2 separate regions of the Zea mays genome follow, and region 2 is linked to region 1. The links are chromatin contacts, called in public Hi-C maps. All regions are on one chromosome and are shown on one strand. The core of a region is the stretch at or near the end of the contact, and the rest is flanking DNA. Distances in the headings are between cores, read along the strand shown. Region 1 holds the start of LOC100384273. Region 2 holds the start of LOC100282698 (phosphatase DCR2).

Evidence for each region. Hi-C and Micro-C count contacts between places; a contact is called where the count stands out from the background.
Region 2: a contact with region 1 is called in a Hi-C map of ear, with 2.6 times the contacts expected there. The contact joins the promoter of LOC100282698 here to the promoter of LOC100384273 in region 1. A contact is called at or near these places in 5 of 25 Hi-C or Micro-C datasets (bundle sheath, ear, endosperm and 2 more).

The regions. Positions count from the first base shown.
Region 1 is chr6:96,838,220-96,844,203 of Zm-B73-REFERENCE-NAM-5.0, forward strand. LOC100384273 reads right to left here and starts at 3,780. Exons shown (of 3, transcript NM_001176838.2): 1 at 2,416-3,780. The coding sequence starts at 3,528.
Region 2 is chr6:96,991,275-96,997,258 of Zm-B73-REFERENCE-NAM-5.0, forward strand. LOC100282698 (phosphatase DCR2) reads left to right here and starts at 2,852. Exons shown (of 4, transcript NM_001371881.1): 1 at 2,852-3,090; 2 at 3,224-3,374; 3 at 3,530-3,921. The coding sequence starts at 2,890.

The sequences.
Region 1 (5,984 bases), core at 2,530-5,029:
GCACCTAGGCCTAAGCCCTCAAGATGCTTGGCACCGGCTAGACCCCAACATTCTAACTCTTCCAAGAAAACTTTTTTAATTCTGCTTATGGAAGGACTGACACCCTCAAAAACTGCCTTATTACGATGAATCCATAGACACCAAGCCCCCAAGATGATGACGCTGTTAATGCCTCTTCTTTTGGATTTGTGCACTTGCTTACACACCTTCCTCCACCACTCAGCAAAAGATATCTCAATAGAAACAGGAGAAAGATCAGCAAGCCCCAACGGTGCAAGAATGCAATGCCAAAATTGTCTAGCAAAGATGCAACTGCAAAGGAGATGTTGGATATTCTCCGGCTCCTGATCACATAGAGGACAGACCTCAGGATGATCCAGCCCTCTCTTCTGAAGTCTATCAGCTGTCCAACATTTATTCCTTATTGCCAACCATAGGAAGAATTTGCATTTGGGTGGAGCCCAAGATTTCCATAACCTCTTCCAAGGTTCAAAGGTAATCGAACCCATGAAAAAAGCCTTATAGCATGATCTAGAAGAGAACTGCCCAGAGGAAGAATGAATCCACACATGTCTATCAGCCTCTTGTGTCAGCACCACTCCTCTTAAAGTGTCCCAAAGCTGTAGGTACTGCTGCAACCCAATCAAATTAAGAGGGGTTTCTAAGTCGCTGACCCACTGCCAGTTCTCAAGAGCATGGGCCACCGTTCTGGAAGAACTAGCCCTTTTCCCAACACAAGCAACTACATCAGGGGCAAGATCCTGGATACAAGACCCATCCAACCACCTATCTGTCCAGAATAAAGTAGTAGACCCGTCTCCAACCAAGGTAATAATTGAAGAAGCAAAGAATCTCCTGACATGCTGCTGAATAGGGAAATTCAGCCCAACCCAAGGCCTATTTGGATCTGTTTTTTCCAACCATAACCATTTAGTCTGCAGCGCCCAGCTTTGGTAAAGTAAGTTAGAAATCCCAAGGCCACCAAGATACAAAGGCCTTGTAATTATATCCCAAGAGACAAGACAACAACCTCCAGTTACCTCCTTTCTTCCTTTCCAAAGAAATCCTCTTCGAATCTTATCTATAGAATTTATCACCCACTTGGGAATATTCATGGCAATGAGAAGGTATACCGGGATGGCCGAAAGCACGAAGCGCACTATAGCTGTCCTGCCAGCCAGATTAAGCAGCCGGGCCTTCCAATTAGGAAGCCGATCAGCAATTTTGTCGACCCAAACCATGAGATCATTCCTTCTGAGCTTCTTGTCTGATATTGGCAATCCCAAATAAGTGCAAGGGAAAGAAGAAGAAGAGCATTGAAGAATATTGCAGCCCACCAGCACCGCCTGCTGATTACACTTAATTGGAATGACATAGCTTTTTTGCAAGTTAGACACCAACCCAGAAGCTGAGCCAAAGCAATCCAAAATTGTTCTGACGCAGTGAAGATCTTCCTCAACAGGTTGAACAAAAAGGACTACATCATCAGCATAAATGGACAGCCTGTTTCGAATATTAGCGCCCTCCAATCTATGCAGCAGCCCCCTGTTTTCAGCCAGCAAGAATAAACTGTTGAGCACATCCATAACCAAGACGAACAACATAGGAGAAAGAGGATCCCCCTGGCGAAGCCCTCTCCGGTGTTTAATAGGAATACCAGGAGACCCATTCAAAAGCACCTGAGTGGAGGACGAGATCAGCAAATTTGAAATCATACTTCGCCACACAGGACCAAAACCAAGATGTGAAAGCACTTCAGACAAAAAAGCCCAAGAAACTGAATCAAAGGCTTTGGAGATATCCAACTTCAAGAACAAACTAGAGACTTTCTTCTTGTGGAGAGATTTAATTGAATGCTGCACCAACATGAAGTTGTGGGCCTGTGAATTACAATGGTTTGAATTGTTTGGTTTGATTTTTTCCCCAAAAGCAAATATGACCAAACTAAGAGAATTTCTTCTACTTCAATTGAACTCTAAAACTGCAAATAAGATATAATGAGGGCTGAGTTTCTTATCATGGTTCAACTCAAGGAAAATTACAATTTGGAATTTCCTTCTGTCTGGCCCATTCAGCCAGTAAAGTAAAGTTTCGGTGGAGATAAAAAAAAATCCCACCATATTATATTTCTGTCATATCAGCAAAATTCAGACACAGATTTTCTTCTGGAAGAAATTTGCCACAGACAAGGAATGTAAAGCGACTGAAATGAAGTAATGCGGACCAGGATTTCTTATCATTGCTTATATAAAACAACAGATGTTCTGTGCTTCTACTGAAATGAAACAAATACTCTTTATCAGATGATATGAACTAAGACCAAGTATAGTTCAGGGTTCTAACAACTCTAGCCATTTTTCAATTTTTAACTGGAATGGAAAACTTTTTATATCGAGATAAGATGGAAATACTTACTACCACATGAGCAGAAGACAACGGCAAGTCAGAGCCATTGCTATCAGCGAACACAGAGCCTCTGCCGCACCACGCCTTGAGCACCCCGTCAGTGTTCAAGCTCAGCCCCAATCCTGTCTCTGGCAGTGCCAAAGTTCCAGCGTCGCCATTGACAGACTCAGGAACCCCCTCCTCGTACATTGTCCCCAGTGACTTCTTAGTCTTCTTGTCTGTCACTTTCGACATTGCTACTGAAGGTGGCGGCGCAGGGGTAATGTCTTTTACAGGTATGGCAGGGCACATCCACCATTCATGATCGACGCTATGGCGCTTGAGCGCTTGGTTGAAGATATTCTGATCGTGCCGGAAGCTCAGCCCGAGGACCATAAGGTTCCTGAGGTAAGGGTGTATCTTGGATATGGGCAGGTTGGAGTTGACGCTTGAGCTTGACACGGACGTCCCGCTGTTTTCCATAGAGAGCTTACCCATGATGCCGTCGATGCCCTCGGCCGCGCTCTGGTCGACGCCGCACAGAATAGAGTCAGCGTCGAAACCGTCGTCAACGTCGAAGTGGAGCTCTCCGGGCTCGTCAGGTGCCGCAGCAGCATCGTCAGGGGTTGCAGGGGACGGTGCCGGGTCGCGGAACTCGCTGAAGACGCTGCTGACGGCCGCGGGCGACGGGCAGCTCTTGGCGACGCCGGCAGGGCTCTGCGGCGGCGGCGGCGGCAGGTCGCGGAGGAGGAAGGCGGCGTGGCCTCCGGGAACGGGGAACGGAGGGAGGAGGTCGGAGCAGGACGGGTCGTCGCCAAGCGCGGAGGCGAGGCCGAGGAGGCGGGGTGGCGCCGCCTCGGGGGCCCCCCAGCCCCTGGCGACGGGGAATACGGAGGGGTACATGGACGCGAGCAACGCCGCCGCCTCGTTGTACGTCTGGCTGGGCCGCTTCCGCGGCGTGCGCGTGCGCGGGCGCTTGAGCGACAGCGACGCCACCGACGAGGAGGAGGCTGGGGACGAGTGGGACGCCTCCGAGAGCGTGGAGGACGCCGCCGGGCGGTGCGGCGCCGGCGGCGGTGCGGTCTTGACCATATCCAGGTCCGGCAGCCGGATGCCGCCGGCCGGGATGCACGACGACGCCATGGTGGCTAGTACGATACTACGATCGATCAGCTAGTCGATCCAGAAACGGAAACCTCACCAAGAAATGACAACTTTCCTTCCAAAACCCATCAGCGATTTTCGTTTTCCAGCTGGGCGGATCAAATCGGCAAGGAAAGGAACCCCGATCTCGGAGACCACGGCACGGAGCAAGCGGGAGCGGGATGGGGATGGGGATGGGGAAGCGAACTCAGCTGGTGCCGTGCCGTCCTATAAACCCAACACGAACCAGAGCGCAAAAACCCCCCGTCACCAGAAAACTAGCGGAAAGGAAGAAAAGGAAGGGACCAAAACGCCAAAGCGACGGGAGCCGCGTGAAACCCGAGGAATTTCTTGTTCACAACGCCAACGCCAACGGCCAGCGCCACCACCAGCGCCTGCTGCTGCTGCTGCCTGCGTCTGCCGCCTGTTCGGCCGGCCACGGAGACGGAGCCAAAGTGCCGGACCACCGACAAATAAAATTTCAATCTCAGGAAAAGGCGATCACCGAGAAAGAAAGGGAGGCGATTGATCAAAGCGGACCGAGAAGAAACAGCAGGTGCGGTGGTTTGCTGCTTAAACAAAGCGGCGGCGGCGGCATCAGCAGCTGCGAGAACCGCACCAACCTCGAAAAGTAAACGAGCGTTCAAGCTTGGGCTCACGAGGTCCTCGTGCTCCTGCGTGGCAGTTTCGGCGAGGAGTGAAGGAGAGAATAGCAGTAGGGACTGACAGCGGAGGTGTGTGGTTGGACCGAACCGAGGATCGGGCGGAGGAATTAGAGCCGCCTCCAACTCCGAGACCAAGCAAGATCCTAGATTCCTAGTGCTTGGATTCGTCAAAGATGACATGGATTCGAGGAAGGAAGAGGCTTGACCTGATTGAGGAATTCGCGATAGTAGCACAATACCACACTGTACCATTCGCGAGGAGGGACATGAAGTTTTTTTTTTATTATTCAGGGTTAGGAAGGGTTTTAGGGAGACCCATGAGAAGAGGAGCGAAGGGGGACAGCGGGCGCAGCCGGCGGCCAGCGGATGAGACGAACCGGCCTTTCAAGCCTGTCAATGTCGTCAATCACTCACCTGACCTTGCACGAAGGTCCGGCATTGCCTTGCTTTGGTTTGCTTCACGGTTTCTCTCACCGTCACCGGTGAGCCAGCCGCTTGCAGCTAGCTAATGCCTCCTCGAGTCCTCGTGCGTGGCTTGACGGGAGCAGAGCTCGCCTTGTCACACGCTGCAGTATGCCAGTATCAGTATCACGGTGTTTGCCTCCAGACTCCAATGTCCACTCCAAGAACAAGGAGCGAGGAACCTTCCTAGAACCCATGCGGTATATAGAAAACCAACAAAAAAAAAGGAGTTGTAGAGTTGCCGAGCTCGTTTTCCTCAGCTCGTCTGCTCGTGACGGCGACTTCCTCGTGAGCATTCCTGCATTAGATTAGAGTAATGGAGACAGCGGTACGTTGTCTTCGTCCACCTCCCGCTTAGACCAACCCCCGACCCCCTCTCGTCGTCGACATCGGTCAAAGCAATTGAAGCCGTGCTCCCCCGGCCGAGCAGTTTCCTTTTTCTTGGAAGTGGCCGGTGTCGTACGCACGTACCCCGAGCGTCCCGTCCGTCCTGCACCCTTCAAGGATGAGGCAGGCGAGAAGGACAAGAGGTTGAATGAGAGCCACCAAATTTATATTCAAGATAACATGATTGTTTACTTTCTAATTCGATCCCAAACGATTATATGTTGTAAAATTAGAGAAATAAATAACATGCTTCCATCATATTTAAATAAATTAAATATTTTAATTCCGAATAAAACATGCATATAACTCGGATGAATGTCATATGTAATTATAACAGCAACGAACAGTAACAATTTCAATAAACGAAAACATGAAAAATAGCTACTCAGGTCCATTTGTAAATTAAACATGGCTTGTAGATGAAGAAGGCAGATTAATCATATAAACATTATTGTTTATCTTTTTATATTGCTCTCAAAATAGCGGGTTGCTATAATAAACAGCCCTCCAACGCTAAATAGTGATCAGAGATCCTTGACTAACGTGACAGTCCTATCTTATCAAATCAGGGTTTTAGATCAGATATAATAAGCCTAATAATCAAGTATAAATATTAATAGTAAGGAGCTGTGTACTAAATAAAATAACAAAATTTAACACAGGAAAACAGCCTCAGCTAATAAAGATATAATTAGGCACAAATAAGTACTTGATGCTGAAATTAACAACACACTAAAACCCAGACTGTCACGTTGTCTCACTACACCGCTGTTATCATTGAGCAAACAAATCCACCCATAATAGTGCAATCACACCCAAGTATTTAATACTAGCAGATTGCACAAAATTAAACAATAAATAGAGTGAAGCAACAGACAACTCACAACACGTAGATTGTCTACGTGGGAAGATCAGCTCAACGAACACGAAGTTCTGTCCCAG
Region 2 (5,984 bases), core at 1,602-4,101, 150 kb after region 1:
GCGGGTGCGCTCGCGCGCACCCACCGGAACGAAATGCAACCGAGAAAGGCTGGTCCCCTTGCAAAAAAGTGTGACAAAAGCCTCCAAGCGAGTGCTGACACTCCCTTCGAGGCTCGGGGCTACTGTCGGGGACCATAATTAGGGGTACCCTCAAGACGCCTAATTCTCAGCTGGTAACCCCCATCAGCATAAAGCTGCAACGGCCTGATGGGCACGATTAAGTCAGGGATCAGTCCACACGAGTGACTCGATCACGCTTCACCCGAGCCTAGCCTCGGCCAAAGGCAGCCGACCTCGAGAGACTTCCGTCTCGCCCGAGGCCCCCTTTTTATGGCGGACACATCACCGGCTCGCCCGAGGCCTTGGCTTCGCTCAGAAGCAACCTTGACTAAATCGCCACACCGACTGACCAAATTGCAGGGGCATTAAACGCAAAGGTGGCCTGACACCTCTATCCTGACACGCGCCCCCGGCAGGGCCGAAGTGACCGCCGTCACTGCACCGCTCCACTGGCCATTCTAACAGAAGGACAGCGCCGCCTGCGCCACTCCGACTACAATGCCACTCGACAGAGTGAGTCTGACAGGCAGTCAGGCCTTGCCACGGCGAACTCCGCTCCGCCCGACCCCAGGGCTCGAACTCGGGCTAAGACCCGGAAGACGGTGAACTCCGCTCCGCCCGACCCCAGGGCTCGGACTCGGGCTAAGACCCGGAAGACGGCGAACTCCGCTCCGCCCGACCCCAGGGCTCGGACTCGGGCTAAGACCCGGAAGACGGCGAACTCCGCTCCGCCCGACCCCAGGGCTCGGACTCGAGCTAAGACCCGGAAGACGGCGAACTCCGCTCCGCCCGACCCCAGGGCTCGAACTCGGGCTAAGACCCGGAAGACGGCGAACTCCGCTCCGCCCGACCCCAGGGCTCGGACTCGGGCTAAGACCCGGAAGACGGCGAACTCCGCTCCGCCCGACCCCAGGGCTCGGACTCGGGCTAAGACCCGGAAGACGGCGAACTCCGCTCCGCCCGACCCCAGGGCTCGGACTCGGGCTAAGACCCGGAAGACGACGAAACTCCGCCCCGCCCGACCCCAGGGCTCGGACTCGGGCTAAGACCCGGAAGACGACGAAACTCCGCCTCGCCCGACCCCAGGGCTCGGACTCCGCCCTGGCCTCGGCCGAACGACTTCCGCCTCGCCCGACCCCTTGGCTCGGGCTCGGCCGCGGCAACAAAAGGCAGACTCAACCTCGGCTTCGGAGGAACCCCCACGTCGCCCTGCCTAGGGCACAGACCGCCGCGTCAACAGGAGGCGCCATCATCATCCTACCCCGAATCGACTCGGGTCACGGAGAACAAGACCGGCGTCTCATCCGGCCAGCTCCGCCAGAGGGGCAATGATGGCGCTCCACAAGCTCTATGACGACGGCGGCCCCCGGCTCTCTTACGGAAGCAGGACAACGTCAGCAGGGACTCGACCGCTCCAATAGCTGTCCCTCCATCAGGCTCCGCCGCACCTCCGACAGCCACGACATCACGCCAGCAGGGTGCCCAGATCTCTCCGGCTGCCACATTGGCATGTACCTAGGGCGCTAGCTCTCCCTCCGCTAGACACGTAGCACTCTGCTACACCCCCCATTGTACACCTGGATCCTCTCCTTACGACTATAAAAGGAAGGACCAGGGCCTTCTCAGAAAAGGTTGGCCGCGCGGGACCGAGGACGGGACAGGCGCTCTCTTGGGGCCGCTCGCTTCCCTCACCCGCGTGGACGCTTGTAACCCCCCTACTGCAAGCGCACCTGACCTGGGCGCGGGACGAACACGAAGGCCGCGGGACTTACACCTCTCTCACGCTCGACTCCGGCCACCTCGCCACTCCCCCCTTCGCGCTCGCCCACGCGCTCGACCCATCTGGGCTGGGGCACGCAGCACACTCACTCGTCGGCTTAGGGACCCCCCTGTCTCGAAACGCCGACAGCTGCCAGGAGTAAGTACCGTCGGTCCAGGATTGGACGGGGTGTTACAAGTGGTATCAGAGCTGACCCTCGAGGTTTCACGGGCGTGTGTGAGCTAGAGGGTTCGGGTATATGGCGCATGGCGCATGTGGGTCTGAAGTGGTCACATGGCATGGCATATGACGACACTAGACACACGGACGTGGCTAAGAGGGGAGGTTTCTGGATTGGGGTTGACCGACGAGGACGTCGGTCTTCTAAGGGGGTGAATTGTGATATCCTGGCCAAAAGTTTAATAGAATTAATAGAGTATTCGTATCAACAAGTTGCATCTTCTTTTTCGGAAGCCTATCTCTAAAGAACCTCCAAGTTAAACGTGATTGGTTTGGAGCAATTTGGGATGAGTAACCGACTGAGAAGTTTTCTCGGGTGCGCATGAGTGAGGACAAAGTGCACAAAAAAACTCGTGTTAGTTTGTGGGGACGATATATGATCTTAGAAAGCTGTCAGGAGTAAGTACCGCCGCTATAGGGATTAGACGGGGTGTTACATAACTATGGATCATTCGATAAATTGGTTCCCGGACAAAACTAAATAAATAAATAAACTCATGGCACCGTATGCAGGGCCACGAAATTCAGCCATGTTGCTTACCTAATACCTGGACGGCCAAGACTTGGTAGCCTGTGACCACCATCATCTTATTTTAGGACATCTTTTATGTCATCACTCACAAGGTAACATAGTAAACGTCAAATTGCCGGTAGCCCTCTTTTACGTAGTGGAACATGGCAGCCATTGAAGCTGACGGACAGGGGATGATAGTGATGCTGCCAGTGCTGGCTGTGCTATGAAAACAATCCAGGCAAAGGCAATATGAAGACTGAACCTGAAAAAACAACAAGCGACATGTTCACGCCTGTTGGTTCGGTTCGGTTTCGGCATGGAGGTAGCTGAGAGACCGATGGCCTCGTCCCACCTGGCAGCTCTCGTCTCCCTGCTGATCCCCTGCCTCCTTGCGCTTCTGCTGCTCCGCCTCGCCGCCGTGCTGGACCCGGACCCCGACGCCGCCGTGCCCCGCATCAAGGCGGCCGCGCCCCTCCCTCTCCGGTTCCGCCACGATGGCGCCTTCAAGATCCTCCAGGTGCGCGCCTCTCGCCCAGGCCCAGCCCACCCACGCGCGCACTCGCTCGCTCGCGCTTGCTTCCCGTCCGCCCCCCCGCGCGTTCGTCTAGGAAGCTTACGACCTGATCCCGCTCTCTGACGCCCGCTGCTAGGTGGCGGACATGCACTTCGGCAACGGCGCCACCACGCGCTGCCGGGACGTGGGCCCCGAAGGCGGCGGCGCGCGCTGCTCCGACCTCAACACCACGCGGTTCCTGCGCCGTGTCATCGAGGCCGAGAAGCCCGACCTCATCGCCTTCACCGGTGCGCTTCTCTCTTCTCCTTTCTACATCCTATTACTTGCCCTTTTGTGCTCCTAGACTACGAAAGTTGTTTCCCTTTTAGTCCTTTACATATACAAGCAAAAGGGGCGCATTGTAATTTAATCTTAACGCTCACGTTGGTTCAATTTGGATCAGGGGACAACATATTTGGGGGCAGTGCAACTGACGCAGCAGAATCACTACTCAGAGCAATCAGCCCTGCTATCGAATACAGGGTGCCATGGGCTGCCATCTTAGGTAATCATGACCAAGAGTCGACAATGACCCGGGAGGAGCTGATGACCTTCATGTCTCTAATGGACTACTCGGTATCTCAAGTAAACCCACCTGGTTTTTTGGTACATGGGTTTGGGAATTATCATGTTGGCATCCATGGGCCATTCGGATCCGAGCTGGTCAATACTAGCCTGCTTAACCTTTACTTCCTGGATAGCGGTGATCGTGAAATGGTGAATGGAGTTAAAACATATGGATGGATCAGAGAGTCTCAACTCGCCTGGCTTCGTTCTACTTCCCTGGAGCTTCAGGTACTTTCTGATTATTATTGATAACAAAATCACAGCATGTGAAGTTGTGATTGTAATTTGAGAACGCTAAAAAATGAAGTGTTAGAAACTATTGAACAAATCTGGGACCAACAGTTAATCAAGTTTGCTTAGGTACCATTTGTTCATATTCAGACACAATTGTTGTATTTGTATATATACTCTGTATTTCTTTTTTCTCTCTCTAACTTGCAGGAGAACTGCACATCTTTATATTAAGAAGGAAAAGAAAGGATCCAAACTAGACCGATACAAGAGAGGGTACATACACCCCTGGGGGCCAAAACCTGACATACTTATAGGGATCCATAATGATAAAAGCTTATAGCATTACTAACTACCAACAGCTATGGCCAAAGTTCTCTTAAGACCGCAGGCCCAGCCTAAAACCAAGCTCTGACCTCCTCTAAAATTTCTTGCTGAACTCTGGGTGTGCTAGGAGGGTTCTTCTAAAAAATACAAGCATTCCTATGCTTCCAAACACACCATGCCACAATCATAACCAGGGAATTTAAACCTTTTTCCTTGCATTTAGGCAACCTTGCCTCAGCTTTCCTCCACCATTCTTGAAAAACTTCATCATTGAAGTCTTGGGGTACGGCGATGCAGCCCTGCTGTGGATAAAGTGCTGAACCAGATTTCTCTAGTGAAGACACAAGAGACTGAGATGTGTTGCGCTGTTTCATCCTGCTGGTCGGCGGTCACAAAGAAGGCATTGTTCTGGATGTTCCAATCCTTGCCATGCTAAGCGGTCAGTCATCCAACATCTATTTGAGGAAGCTAGCCAAGCAAAATCTTTTCATCTCGAAGGAGCCTAATTCTTCCAAATAAGGTCAGCTGATTCAAAAGCAATCGAGCCAAGAAAGAAACAATTATAAGCAGACTTCGAAGAATATATACCAGAGGCTGCTGGAGTCCAGTAGTGCTGATCGGGCACCCCAGGTTCTAGCTGCACATCTTGAGCTAAATCCCAAAAATTCCCCGAAGGCTTCTGTAGTTAAATTTCCTCTGATATCACTGACCCAACAAAATTGCTGCAAGGCATCACACAGCGATCTAGTCTTGAAAATTTTCTTAGGCACTGCAACAGCCAAATTAGGTGCAAATTCTGCTATAGTCTTCACATTCAACCATCTGTCACTCCAAAAAAGGGTTGCTGCACCATTACCAATAATAGACCGAACATAAACAGCGAACAGTGCTGCAGCATATGGATGGACCTGAATCTCTAAGCCAGCTCACGGATGATCCGGCTGTGTTTTCTTTAACCATAACAATCTCATATTCAAGGACCACGCCAAAGTCTCAAGATTATGAATTCACAAACCTCCTAACCCAAGTGGCCTCCAAAACCTTTGCCAATCAACTAAGCAATATCCGCCCTTCACGTCCTTGCGTCCCTTCCAAAGAAAACCCCTCCTAATTTTATCAACATCTTTGATAACCCATTTAGGACACTGGAGGGCAATAAGATAGTAGATAGGAATAGCCGTGAGGACTGATTTCACTAAAGTTGCACGCCCTGCAGGGTGCATTAACGCTACCTTCGAACCTGGCAGCTGATCTGCGATCGTCTCAACAAGCGGATAAAGATCCCTTTTGGTAAGCTTCCTGGTGGAGAGTGGCAAACCAAGGTACTTACATGGGAACTGAGCCAAGTTGCAAGGCAGAGCCTCCTGTACCGCTGCAATCTGATGCTCATCACACATTCACACCCTATTGGAATCACTGAACTTTTCCTGATATTAGTGACCAGCACTGAAGCCTCTTCGAAGATTCTCAAAACCTCTTTAACCAGACCCACCACCTCAAGCTGTGGCTGAATGAAAAGCACAACGCAATCGGCATAAAGTGACAATCTCTTTCCATTTCCTCTAGGTAGAAGAGGCTGCAGCAAATCCATCTCCAAAGCCTTATACCAAGGAAACAGATCCATCACAATGATGAATAGCATGGGTGATAGCGCCCCCCCTGCCGCAATTCTATTCAGTGACAAATTAACTTACTTGGCTCTCCATTGACTAAGACTCTGGTAGAAGCAGATC